3 separate regions of the Sus scrofa genome follow, and all the other regions are linked to region 1. The links are chromatin contacts, called in public Hi-C and HiChIP or PLAC-seq maps. All regions are on one chromosome and are shown on one strand. The core of a region is the stretch at or near the end of the contact, and the rest is flanking DNA. Distances in the headings are between cores, read along the strand shown. Region 1 has its middle 16 kb from the start of HM13. Region 2 overlaps BCL2L1 (BCL2 like 1). Region 3 has its middle 22 kb from the start of DEFB116.

What was found. Hi-C and Micro-C count contacts between places; a contact is called where the count stands out from the background. HiChIP or PLAC-seq counts read pairs in DNA pulled down with a chosen protein or histone mark.
Region 2: a contact with region 1 is called in an H3K27ac HiChIP or PLAC-seq map of skeletal muscle. The contact joins two enhancer-like sites. A contact is called at or near these places in 1 of 5 promoter capture datasets (fetal skeletal muscle) and 1 of 2 datasets of contacts at active chromatin or transcription factors (skeletal muscle).
Region 3: a contact with region 1 is called in a Hi-C map of omental adipose tissue, with 2.3 times the contacts expected there. The contact joins two enhancer-like sites. A contact is called at or near these places in 1 of 5 promoter capture datasets (fetal skeletal muscle), 17 of 47 Hi-C or Micro-C datasets (alveolar macrophages, embryonic fibroblasts, epiblast stem cells and 11 more) and 1 of 2 datasets of contacts at active chromatin or transcription factors (skeletal muscle).

Annotation. Positions count from the first base shown.
Region 1 is chr17:35,230,693-35,234,416 of Sscrofa11.1, forward strand. No RefSeq gene overlaps it. Among named protein-coding and RNA genes, the nearest start is that of HM13, 16 kb to the right of the region's middle. Within about 2 kb of position 1,984, at least 26 of the 83 cell types and tissues checked have an H3K27ac peak or open chromatin away from gene starts, as enhancers often do. A contact at or near this core is called in fetal skeletal muscle, omental adipose tissue and skeletal muscle, where this site is marked.
Region 2 is chr17:35,403,885-35,407,608 of Sscrofa11.1, forward strand. The region is part of intron 1 of BCL2L1 (BCL2 like 1); the gene reads right to left. Among named protein-coding and RNA genes, the nearest start is that of BCL2L1, 8.3 kb to the right of the region's middle. Within about 2 kb of position 1,852, at least 60 of the 83 cell types and tissues checked have an H3K27ac peak or open chromatin away from gene starts, as enhancers often do. A contact at or near this core is called in fetal skeletal muscle and skeletal muscle, where this site is marked.
Region 3 is chr17:35,087,434-35,091,157 of Sscrofa11.1, forward strand. No RefSeq gene overlaps it. Among named protein-coding and RNA genes, the nearest start is that of DEFB116, 22 kb to the left of the region's middle. Within about 2 kb of position 1,563, at least 2 of the 83 cell types and tissues checked have an H3K27ac peak or open chromatin away from gene starts, as enhancers often do. A contact at or near this core is called in omental adipose tissue, where this site is marked.

The DNA of each region.
Region 1 (3,724 bases), core at 734-3,233:
TTTTTTTTTTTTTTTTTTTTAGCTATTTCTTGGGCCGCTCCCACGGCATATGGAGGTTCCCAGGCTAGGGGTCGAATCGGAGCTGTAGCCCCCCGCCTACACCAGAGCCACAGCAACGCGGGATCCCAGCCGTGTCTGCAACCTACACCACACCTCACAGCAACGCCGGATCATTAACCCACTGAGCAAGGGCAGGGACCGAACCCGCAACCTCCTGGTTCCTAGTCGGATTCATTAACCACTGCGCCACGATGGGGAACTCCGAAAGTGACTTTTGGAATGCACCTAAAGCCAAAAATACAGGTAGCAACCCAGACTAGCAGTTGACATCTGGAATAGAGGGCCGTCTTGTGGCACTGAGCCCTTTACGTGCGGCATCTGATGCTATCTCTGGGTGAACAGTGTCAGAATGAACACCAGCAGGGTGTCTGAGAATTGCTTATTGGTGCAGGGAAACCTACACACACACACACAACACACACATGCACACACGTTGGAACTGGGTTTAGGAACCCAAAAGACCAGTCTTTGCTCATTTGATAGTCTCTCTGAGACAGGAAGAGGGAAGGTTGGGTTAAAAGGTGTCTCCTTGTTACCTTACATTTCTCTGATTGTACCAAAGTTGAGCAATATTTCTCTCAGTGACTGTACCTATTTGCTGCCCCAGTGCAGCTTTGAAATTACAGCTTCCAAAGACTGGATTAAATTTTTGTTTGTTTTTTAATTAAAGTATAGTTGATTTACAATGTAGTGCCAATTTCTGCTATATAGCAAAATGACTCAGTCATATATACACACACACACACACACACACACACACACACATTCTTTTTTTATATTCTTTTCCATCATGGTCTATCCCAGGAGACGATATAATTCCCTGTGCTATACAGCAGGACTGTGTTGTTTATCCATTCTAAATGTAATAGTTTGCAGCCACTAACACCCCATGGATTAAATTCTTAGCCTAGGCTACTCCGCTCCTCATTATTGGCCTGGGGTAGAAGGGTGTTCTCTCTTCCAGTTGCCAAAGCTATCTCATTAATTTTTACAACAGTAAGAGACAACACCATCTAACAGATGAGGGAAGCTGAGGATCCACGAAGTTAAGTATCTTGTCCAAAGTCACACAGTTACTAAGCTGCAGAACTAAGGATTAAATCAGGAATGTCTAACTCCTAAGCCTGCTTCCCAGGATAGCTAGCTCATTTCGCAGATGCGCAAACCGAGGCCCAGGGAGATAAATGACATGTAGAATTAAATGGAGAGTTCCCATCATGGCTTAACGGAAACAAACCCAACTACCATCCATTAGGACACAGGTTCAATCCCTGGCCTCACTCAGTGGGTTGAGGATCCGGCGTTGCCCTGAGCTGTGGTGTGGGTCGCAGATGCGGCTTGGATCCCATGATGCTGTGGCTGTGGATCACAGATGCGGCTTGGATCCCATGGGGTAGGCCGGCAGCTGTAGCTCCGATTCGACACCTAGCCTGGGAACCTCCATGTGCCATGCGTGCGGTCCTAAAAAGACAAAAAAATAAAATAAATTAAATTAAATGGTGAGTGAGCGGCAAGCAACCAGTTAACCAAATATCATCCCCCCCCACCCCCACTTCTGCGTCTGGGTGACCAGCTGCAGAAGAGACAAGAGTGGAGGCAGGGACAGCCACCCAGCAGAGCAGTCAAGAGCATGGAAAATGTCTCTTTCAGCCAATTTTCCTGAGGAACCCTGGCTGAGGCTCAGGGCTGGGAATGGAAAGTGTGCAGGGAGGAGGCGGCCGCCACGTCCATCCCCATCGGAGAGGCTGTTTGCAAAGTCCTGCTGGGAGAGGCAGGGAGAGGGGAATGCAGGGGGTGGGGAGCAGATCCGGGAGGCCAAGGGTCTGGCATCGGCCCAAGGCCTGGTCTCCCGGGAGAGGAGGAGCAGGCGTCCCCGAGCTTCCTGCTTCCTCCTTGGGCCCCCCTGCTCTGCCAGCTCCTGCAGTGCCCTACCCGCTGCTCTGGGCATCAGCCATCCTGGAACTGAGACACTGGCAAATTCAACTCTCTGGGGACTGTACACAGCTGACTCAGGGAGATGCAGTGGCCAGGAAGAGGGATTGGTCCTACTCTCGGAGATCTTGGCCAGGGCTGGGCTTGAAAACCATTGGCTTCATCAGGGCGGCCCCTCTGCCTGGAAAAATCTCCCTTCGATACTCACAGTGCCTCTGATTCCATGATTATAGATCCCATCGAGGCTGGTGTTCAGCCAGGATACAAAGTATGGCCACCCTAGTTGTCAAAATATTTAGATACATTCCTACTAGTTGTTAAGAACCCCTGTTCCGGAGTTCCCGTCGTGGCACCGTGGTTAACGAATCCAACTAGGAACCATGAGGTTGCGGGTTCAATCCCTGGCCTTGCTCAGTGGGTTAAGGATCCGGTGTTGCCGAGAGCTGTGGTGCAGGTTGCAGACGCGGCTCGGATCCTGTGTTGCTATGGCTCTGGTGTAGGCTGGTGGCTACAGCTCCGATTGGACCCCTAGCCTGGGAACCTCCATATGCCACGAGAGCAGCCCAAGAAATGGCAAAAAAAGACAAAAAATAAAATAAAATAAAATAAAAGAACCCCTGTTCTGAATGCGCCCCAAAACCCACCAAGGACTGGCCACTCCAGACCCTCCTCCAGGACCACAAAGACCTCCCCACTTAGAGCCACTGAAGGGGTGATATCTGCCACAGCAGAGCCATGGGTATAACATATCCACACAGCAGGGCCCAAGCGGGTATGTCAGCAAGTGACAGTCATACTGTCATTACCACTTTTCATATCATCCCCGGAAACAACAACTTTGTCTCTTGTTTAAAGGCAGATTGTTAGAAATTTAGAGGTGAAAGGGCCTTGTACAAACGCTTCCTTTTCCGGATGATGAAGCTCCGGCCCAAAGGGAGGCAGACTTGCCCAAGGTCACACAGTCTGTCATCACAAGGGAGGGCACTAGAACACAGGTCCCTGACTCCTGACACCTCCCTGGGTGTCAACTGGTCTGGTCTCATAAATCCTGAACGTTAGCTGGTGATGGAAGGAGGTGACAGGGAGGAATCAGTCTCCAGGCAGAACTGATAACCAATCACTTGGCTCTTGTACCTGGTAATGAAAGTCTTGGCAAGTCTCCTTGGTCACTATCGGCACAGAGATAGTTGTCATGGCCACCACCACCCAGAACCCCATCTTCCTGACACCAAGAGCTTTAAGATAACCCAGAAGCAATTTATTCCACAGCACTGACCCAGATCAGCATTCCGAGTAGGAAAGAAACTTGCCCAGCATTACACAGCACGTTGGTGGTGAAGCCAAGCTTCCTGAGTCCCCAGCCCAAGGCTCCCAGCTGCCTCCCCCTTGCCGTGGCTGACGCCCCCACCCCCGCCCCCGTTTTTTTGCCGGCCTTGGTGCTTCCCACATTCCTCCCGCCCTCAGTCAGGATCTCCTTCCCACGGCATCTCACCCTTGGCTGCCTGTCAGCCAGCCTGTCCTCTTGGGAACAGGCTTAGCATAGGACACATCACAGGGGTTTTCATCATTAGCTGGGGCTCCCTGAAGACTGAAAAGCCTTCAACACCCTACACCCCCCCCCAAAGGAAACGATCTCCAGTGGTGGAAATTCAGGCACTGTTAGCTCAGAATTGAGATGCTCTCGTTGGGTGGTCAGGCCCTGTGTGATGCCAGACAGAGTGGCCTCATTGTG
Region 2 (3,724 bases), core at 602-3,101, 170 kb after region 1:
AAGCCAGTCTGGGCCTGCAAAGAATCAATGACGTGGTGGCTTGAGGGTAGGCTTTGGCACCAGATATAGCTGAGTGCAAGACCCACTCTGCCTCTTACAAGGGGTGTTACTGTGGACACGTTACAGAGCCTCTTAAAGTGCTGGACTCTCCATCTTCACACCAGAGCAGTTGCGAGTACCAAACAGGATGATTGTGTCAGGAGCATAAACATAGCGCCTGGCACAGAGCAACCACTCAACACCCGGCATCTGTCATTATTACTAAAAAACACTTTTGCATTTCACTTTCTCGTTTGAGCCTTGCCTACTCTGGTAGGCTGATACTATTCTCTTAGATTTGTGGATGAGAATTTAAAGCTGATTTGCCTGGAGTTACGCCACCAGCAAGGAATCAAGGTACGTTTCAAACCTGAGTGCAGAGTTTTAACCATGGGTGTGTAGAAAGTCATCAATACATACTACAGTGAACTTTGCCGGGTGTGTCTGGGAGCTGAGGGGATGGACGTATGATGCAGGAGGCCTGACTCAGATGGCAGAATGACACCAACAGGCCACTGAGGGAGGGGACTCAGTTCCCTCCTCTGCAGTACCCACAGGTCCTAGCACGTATAAAGCATTCATCAGTATGTGCTGATGTAACAGATGAAACTAAACTCTGAGAACAGTTCCAGCAATGAATCCAGCCTCAGGGAAGGCAGGCAACATGGAGAACAGTGGGCTAAAAGCTAGAACACAGATTCTAAGCCATTTACTGTGGGACAAGGCCCCTTGCCTTAGTTTCCTCCCTGAAATGGGACTGAACAAACTCATCTCACTATGAAATGAGGGAGCCAAGAAAGCATCATCATGCACAGAAAAGCAATATCATCGTTCTGCACACGGCCACGGCAGTACAGTGCGGTGAGATCAAGCACCTCAAGTCTGAATCCTACGTCATCTAGCTACTGGCCTGTGAGGCCCCGAGCACCGTCACTTTTCTCTGAGCCTCAGTCTTGTCAACCATCAACTGAAGATACCACCACCTACCTTGTAGAGCTTTTAAGGAAGGCTTAGAGATAAAGAACATGGTGGCGGGGGTGGGGGTGGGGGGGGTGGGAGTAAGACAGACTTGGTTTCAAATTCTGACTCTGCCTCCCACTAAAGGAGTGCCCCCAAATCTCACCATCCTATAATGATGAGGTTGTTGGCCAGTAACACAGAGAAGGTGTGGTGAAAGCACTGTCACAGAAGGAGCTCTGGATAAATGCCAACAACCATTTAGACACTGGTACAGTTGGGGGAGGGGGCACAGTACAGTGTTAAAAAGTGGGAGCTTGGAAGGTACTCTCACAGGCTTGGCCACTTACTAACTGTGCTACCCTGCCTAAGGCACCTAACATCTCTGTACCTCAGTTTCCTCATATGTAAAATGGGGATAATAATAGCAGCAACTTCAGAGTGCTGCTCTGCGAATGGAATACGTTAATACATGTGAAGCATTCTGAACAATGCCTGGCAAAGAATAAGTACTTGATAAATGTGAGGTGCTATTAATAGTAACATTAACAATAATATTAATCACCGAGTGGAATAAGAGGGAGGGGTTGTGTAATCCTGGGACACGAGCATCCCATGGAAGAATTCCAGGGAAGTTCCTGGGCAGCTGTTTGTAGGCAAGTCCTCAGCCTCAGGGGAAAAGACTCTTCTATGGAAAGGCCATGAGGCTGGAGGCTCCTGGGCAAAAATCTCAGTCCTGCTGACCGGGAGGCCAGCCTCTGGGGAGGCAAGTCAGGCTCCTTGGAAGGACACAGTGTTCCCGGCCCGCCTGACAGAGGGAACAAAGGCACGTGTGTGTGGCCAGGGAGGAGGGAGGGGAATGTTTCCCTTTCAAGAGCGGAACAAAGGATCTGAGGCATAGTTGAGTGCGTTCCAATCCCCTCCCAGGCTAGCTCCCATTCCTCAGATGACTGTCCAACAAGGTTTTCGAGCTTCCTCCTGAAAGGTGACCGCTGGAGGGGGTGGCGGGCTACCCTCTGTCGTCAGTCTCCATGAGGCAGGATTTCTATGTGCCAAACCTCTAAGACCTCTTTTAGGAGTCCCAGTCCTGGGCAGGGGTGGGGTGGGGACCCCCGGGGAGCTTGGGGTTCATGGATGACATAAGGCACTGCAAGTGACAGGTTTGATGTCCCTCTAGGGGGAGTCCAAGACAAAACTGCTATTTAGTGTGGAGCCACGAGAGAACTCAGGAGTTCTGAACAACCCCCAAGTGGGGGGGCAAGGGGTGGAAAGGTCTGACAGAACTCAGCGGAAATGCACTTTCTAAATTTTTTCCCCCAATTTTTAAAAACTATCATGGATTTACAATGTTGTGCCAAGTGCGCTTTCTAAATTTTATAGGGATGGTCACAGGCTAGAGAGAGAAGCTAGGTGGAAGAGAAAGGAGCAAAGAAAGTAACCACAAGAGGAACAGGAGGGCATGTGGCTAAAAAAAGGAGGGTTGTGGGAGCCCTTAGGGATATTACTTTCCAGTTTCCACACTCTCGCCAGCGAGAATCCGGCTGCAGGGCTGGGACAGGAAGCAGTCCATGGAAGTCATTGCAATGGCATTTCCTGAAGAGCGAGAGAAAAACCTCTAGTTCCGAGGGGAGCTCTGGAGCCTGCCCCAAAAGCCCTGTAGCTTGGAGCTAGCCTTAAGGCTCCAGCTTGGCCCAAGAGTCTCATTGGGGATGAAACCAATTAGCAGAAGGTCCCAAAGGCAGTTTCTTTCAGCAAAAAACACTATTTACAAAAATCAATATGTAATAAACGGGAAGCCAGATGATGTGACTAAAGGAGTCCAAAGATGCGGCTGCCGTTTGCTGCTGATACTCTCAGTCACTATGCTGAGAGCCTTCTGGACACTCACTGCATCTTTAGAACAAGGCACTGTTATTACAGCCATTTACAAGTTCAAGACAGCAAGTCAGTGGTCAAATCCAGATTTGAAAGCCCTAGCCCTGCACCTTTCCCCTGATGTAACCTTGGGCAAGTCACTTCATCTTTCTCAACCTATTTCCCTCTGCTCACCTCCCTGGGGTTATAATCATCAAAAAGGCAGGGTGGTAATGAAAGCACTTTCCAAGCAGTACAGTGCTACATAAATGTGGAACAGCATTACTGCGGGGCCAGCGACAAGCCACCCTACACAGACACTGGAATTAGTAAATTTTTAGCAGTGAAAGTGTTGCAGCTGCTGACAGGAAAGAGTCATCCTAAAGCATAACTATTGTGACATGTGACATAACGGTAGAATCTCTCACTAGGCCTACGGCCAGTGAGAAGCAGGATTTCTAGATGGTCAACATCAACCCTTCATCTTACGGATGGGGAAACTGGGGCCTGGGGGTAAAGTGACTTGGCCAAGGTGAGACACTGAGCGGAAGCAGATTTGAGAGGAGAACTGGGATTCTAAGACCAGTGCTTGACCAACACAGCAGAGCAGCACTATGGAACTCCTGCCCACCCTGGGGATGTGCCCGGAGCGTGATAAAGGAGTCCGAACAAGGAAGAATAGATGACAAAGAGTCTGTGAATGGGTCTCTGACATCAGTTCTGTGGCAAAGATGGTCAGAATTATGATACCAACCCATGCCAGGCTCTACACATCACCATGACCTTGTGAGGCAGGTAATATTTGCCCCAAGGTTCAGAGAGTTCAAGAGCTTGCCCAAGGTAACAGAGCCAGACATGAGTAAGCTGGGACCTC
Region 3 (3,724 bases), core at 313-2,812, 140 kb before region 1:
ATGGGAATTAAAATTGAGGGAAAAAGGAAAAGAGGGAAGGTGAGCAGGTCAATTAATATGCATCAAGCAACAATTTTTCATCAGATTCTGTTCTAAATAACAATATGTGCACTGGACACAGATAAGGTGTTAATTTTCCCAAGGTCCTTAGCTCTTGAGAAGAAGGATGAGAAAACAAATTAATCTGAAGTCTTGAACAAAGAACATCTTCACAGAGATAGGGTGGGGTGGAGGCAGTGAAAGAGATATTCATAAAATGATACTGTTGAATCAATAGTTCCCTAATAGTCATTATTAATTCAAATATATCTCACGTTCGGTTTCGATGAGAAACCTGTGGGGTCATTTTACTTGTTTGTTTCATTGTATGAGAGGAGTTGGTAGGTCCAGGGATCCCTTCTGACTTTTTATCTTTAAGGAAAGATAAAATGTGACACATATAATAAATACCACAACCAGTTGGAATTACAGACCTTGTGGAGGTTGAGGTTAATTTCATAAGATGTAGCAACAAACTTTGAAGTCTGGGTAGTTTACAAAATGCTTCTTTGTTAGCATTAATCTTCATACGAATAGCTTTATCAAACTGGATATTATCTGCTTTTCTAGCAGATTACATGGGAGGAAAGAACATTTTCTTCTTGTGGAAATTTATTTCACCAGCAGAGAGCAGGATTTACAGTTGCCAGAACGAGGGCTGGAATCTCAATGATTACTAAGAAGGGGAGGAAAAAGCAAGTTAAAAACTTATAGACAGAGACCACAGAGGGTTTTTAACACGTAGAAGATGGAGCATATAATGTTTTACATTCACGATTCTCCTCTCTGTTGTCAACACAATTTACCTTAGCCTTGGATTTGCAGAAAATGCCTTCGCTCCTTTTTACTGGGTTTCTTTTCCAGAATGCACTAGAATCTGTGTGAGAACATTTATCCATTAGTTAAGGCTGCAAATTATGCAACATTCCCTAAGTGTCACTGCTTAATATAAACTGTTTCTTCCAGCACCATTATTATACTGAAAGTGTTGGATTTTTTTTTTTTTTTAAGGAATTACCTTCTTTATACCTTTCTTTTTACGAGACCTCCAGACCTCCTCAGGGCCCCTTCGCACTTCTTTTCCTCCTCCATTCTCCTTTTTATAAACTTAAAATTTTCCGAAAACTTTTTCCTTGTCTCTTAATCCAATAACAGTCACTGCTTATCTCTCATTTATATGTGATTTGTACAAGACATCAAGTAATGGCAAGCTCCACTTCTCCTTCGAGACATCCATTTTGGGTGAGGATTTATAAACTGGGGCTTCCAAGCTAACTGTCATCTAGGAAATTGATACCTCCTCAGTCCAGCCAATAAATCATTGCTTAATAAATCACTACATGCATTTGAAAAGAAAATAGAGTCTAATCGTTAATAATCAGCTTCTGCGCTTCATCTTTTTCCAGGCTCCTGGACAGCACAAGTCTTGACCACTCTGGTTACCCAAGGTTTTTTCAGGGTGTTCACTAGGTTTAACTGATCAACATCCAGAAGTGTCCAGACAGGTCTCAAAGTGGACATCTCGAAGTGTATACTACAGTGTACCACCTAGACTCCCCATCAGGACTGCCAAGAATGCTGGCTGCCGAAAGCTCATAGCTCAGTCTCTGTGTGTTGCCCTCTACTAAAAGAAGCTACCACACCCAAGGCAATGTTATATGCCAATTATACTCCCATAAAATTAATTGATTGATTGATTAATGGGGAGGGGGCAAGAAAGTGGTTCTAATAAAGAGACTTTTGTCCAATTAAAACAAAAAAGTGTTTAGAAGTTCCTGTTGTGGCTCAGCGGGTTAAGAACTCAAATAGTATCCATGAGGACTCGGTTTCAATCCCTGGCCTTGCTCAGTGGGTTAAGGATCTGGTGTTACTGCAAGCTGTGGTGTAGATCACAGATGCTGTTTGGATCTTTTGTTGCTGTGGCTGTGGCATAGGCCAGCGGCTATTGCTATTTGACCCCTAGCCTGAGAACTTCCATTTGCTACAGGTGCAGCCCTAAAAGACCAAAAAAAAAACTTTAAATAAACAAAAAAATTTTTGAATATTTATCTGGACTATTCTTCATGTGTATTAAAAAACTATCTAAATATTATAAAAGACCTTCAAATGCAGGTATGAACTGCTTTCTTTACCTGGACATCATAAAAATAAAATCTCTTTTATAATACTGTTGAGTGGCGTTCCTGTTGTGGCTCAGTGGTAATAAACCCAACTAGTATACATGAGGACAAGGAATCGATTCCTAGCCCCACTCAGTAGGTTAAGGATCTGGCATTGCTGTGAGTTGGGGTGTGGGTCACAGATGGCGCTCAGATCTGGTGTTGCTGTGGCTGTGGTGTAGGCCAGCAGCTGCAGCTCCAATTCAACCCCTTGCCTGGGAACTTCCATATGCCGCTGCTGGCGTGGCCCTAAAAAGACAAAAGAATAATAATAATGATAGTAATAATAATAATAATACTGTTGAGCGATTCTGAAAGAATCCAAAACATACTAATCAAGCCTAACTAGTTCTAAAATGTTCTTTCTTTCTCTATGTGTATCATGTGCTAGATTACATAAGCAAAGGAAGAGAGTAAATCTTTGGTGCCAACAGTAAATTACGAACACCAATGCTAGTCTGAATACGATGCTTGTCCATCACTAAGGTCTCAAATTTTTTTTTTTTTTTTTTTAATGAGAGTTGCGATGTTTATTTCAGGTTCTCTCTTGTTTTTTTTGTTTTTTGTTTTTCACACCTGCAGCATGTAGAAGTTCCCAGGCCAGGGATTGAACCAGTGCCACAGCCGCAGCCAGAGTACAATGGTGAAAATGCAGGAGGCTTAACCTGCTAGGCCATCAGAGGACTCCCTCCCAGGTCTCAATTTGAGTCTTGATTTGGGTAAGGGCACTATCTGTGAACGCTGTCACAGGCGGTTTGTCAGTTTTGCTTGAGATCAGAAAGCCACGGTCTCACCCGTGCGAAAAATTGGGGTCATAATATTTTATAATCACCATTGTAGATGCTAAGAGAAGGATCTTTTGAAATTTCAGCTACTCCAAAATGACGGAATCTTTATTAGTTTTACAATTTTCCAAGTCATAAAATACCCTAAATGTGTAAGGAGTCAATGCTCTTTTGAGATCTGAGAAAGCACAGGTGATGAAGGGAGAAAGGCCGCCTTCAAAACAAAACACCCACAAAGAAGAAAATATTTGCTAACTCAAGAGTTCCCGTGGTGGCGCAGTGGTTAACGAATCTGACTAGGAACGATGAGGTTGCGGGTTCGGTCCCTGCCCTTGCTCAGTGGGTTAAGGATCTGGCATTGCCGTGAGCTGTGGTGTAGGTTGCAGAAGCGGCTCGGATCCCGCGTTGCTGTGACTCTGGCGTAGGCCGGCGGCTACAGTTCCGATTCGACCCCTAGCCTAGGAACCTCCATATGCCGCTCGAGCGGCCCTAGAAATGGCGAAAAGACAAAAAAAAAAAAAAAAAAAAAAAAAAAAAAAAAAAAAATTGCTAACTCATATTGAGAACAGACTACATTTTTATCCTCTATTTCATTCACATTTCTTTTTTTATTAGTTTTAATATATCTTGATGTGTACTTAAGTGTATACATATAGTTTATACTTAGCCAAACAATGATTAAATGACAATGTAGGCGCTAATGTTAAAAACATAAAATATCTTTAACAAGTTTATTTTAAG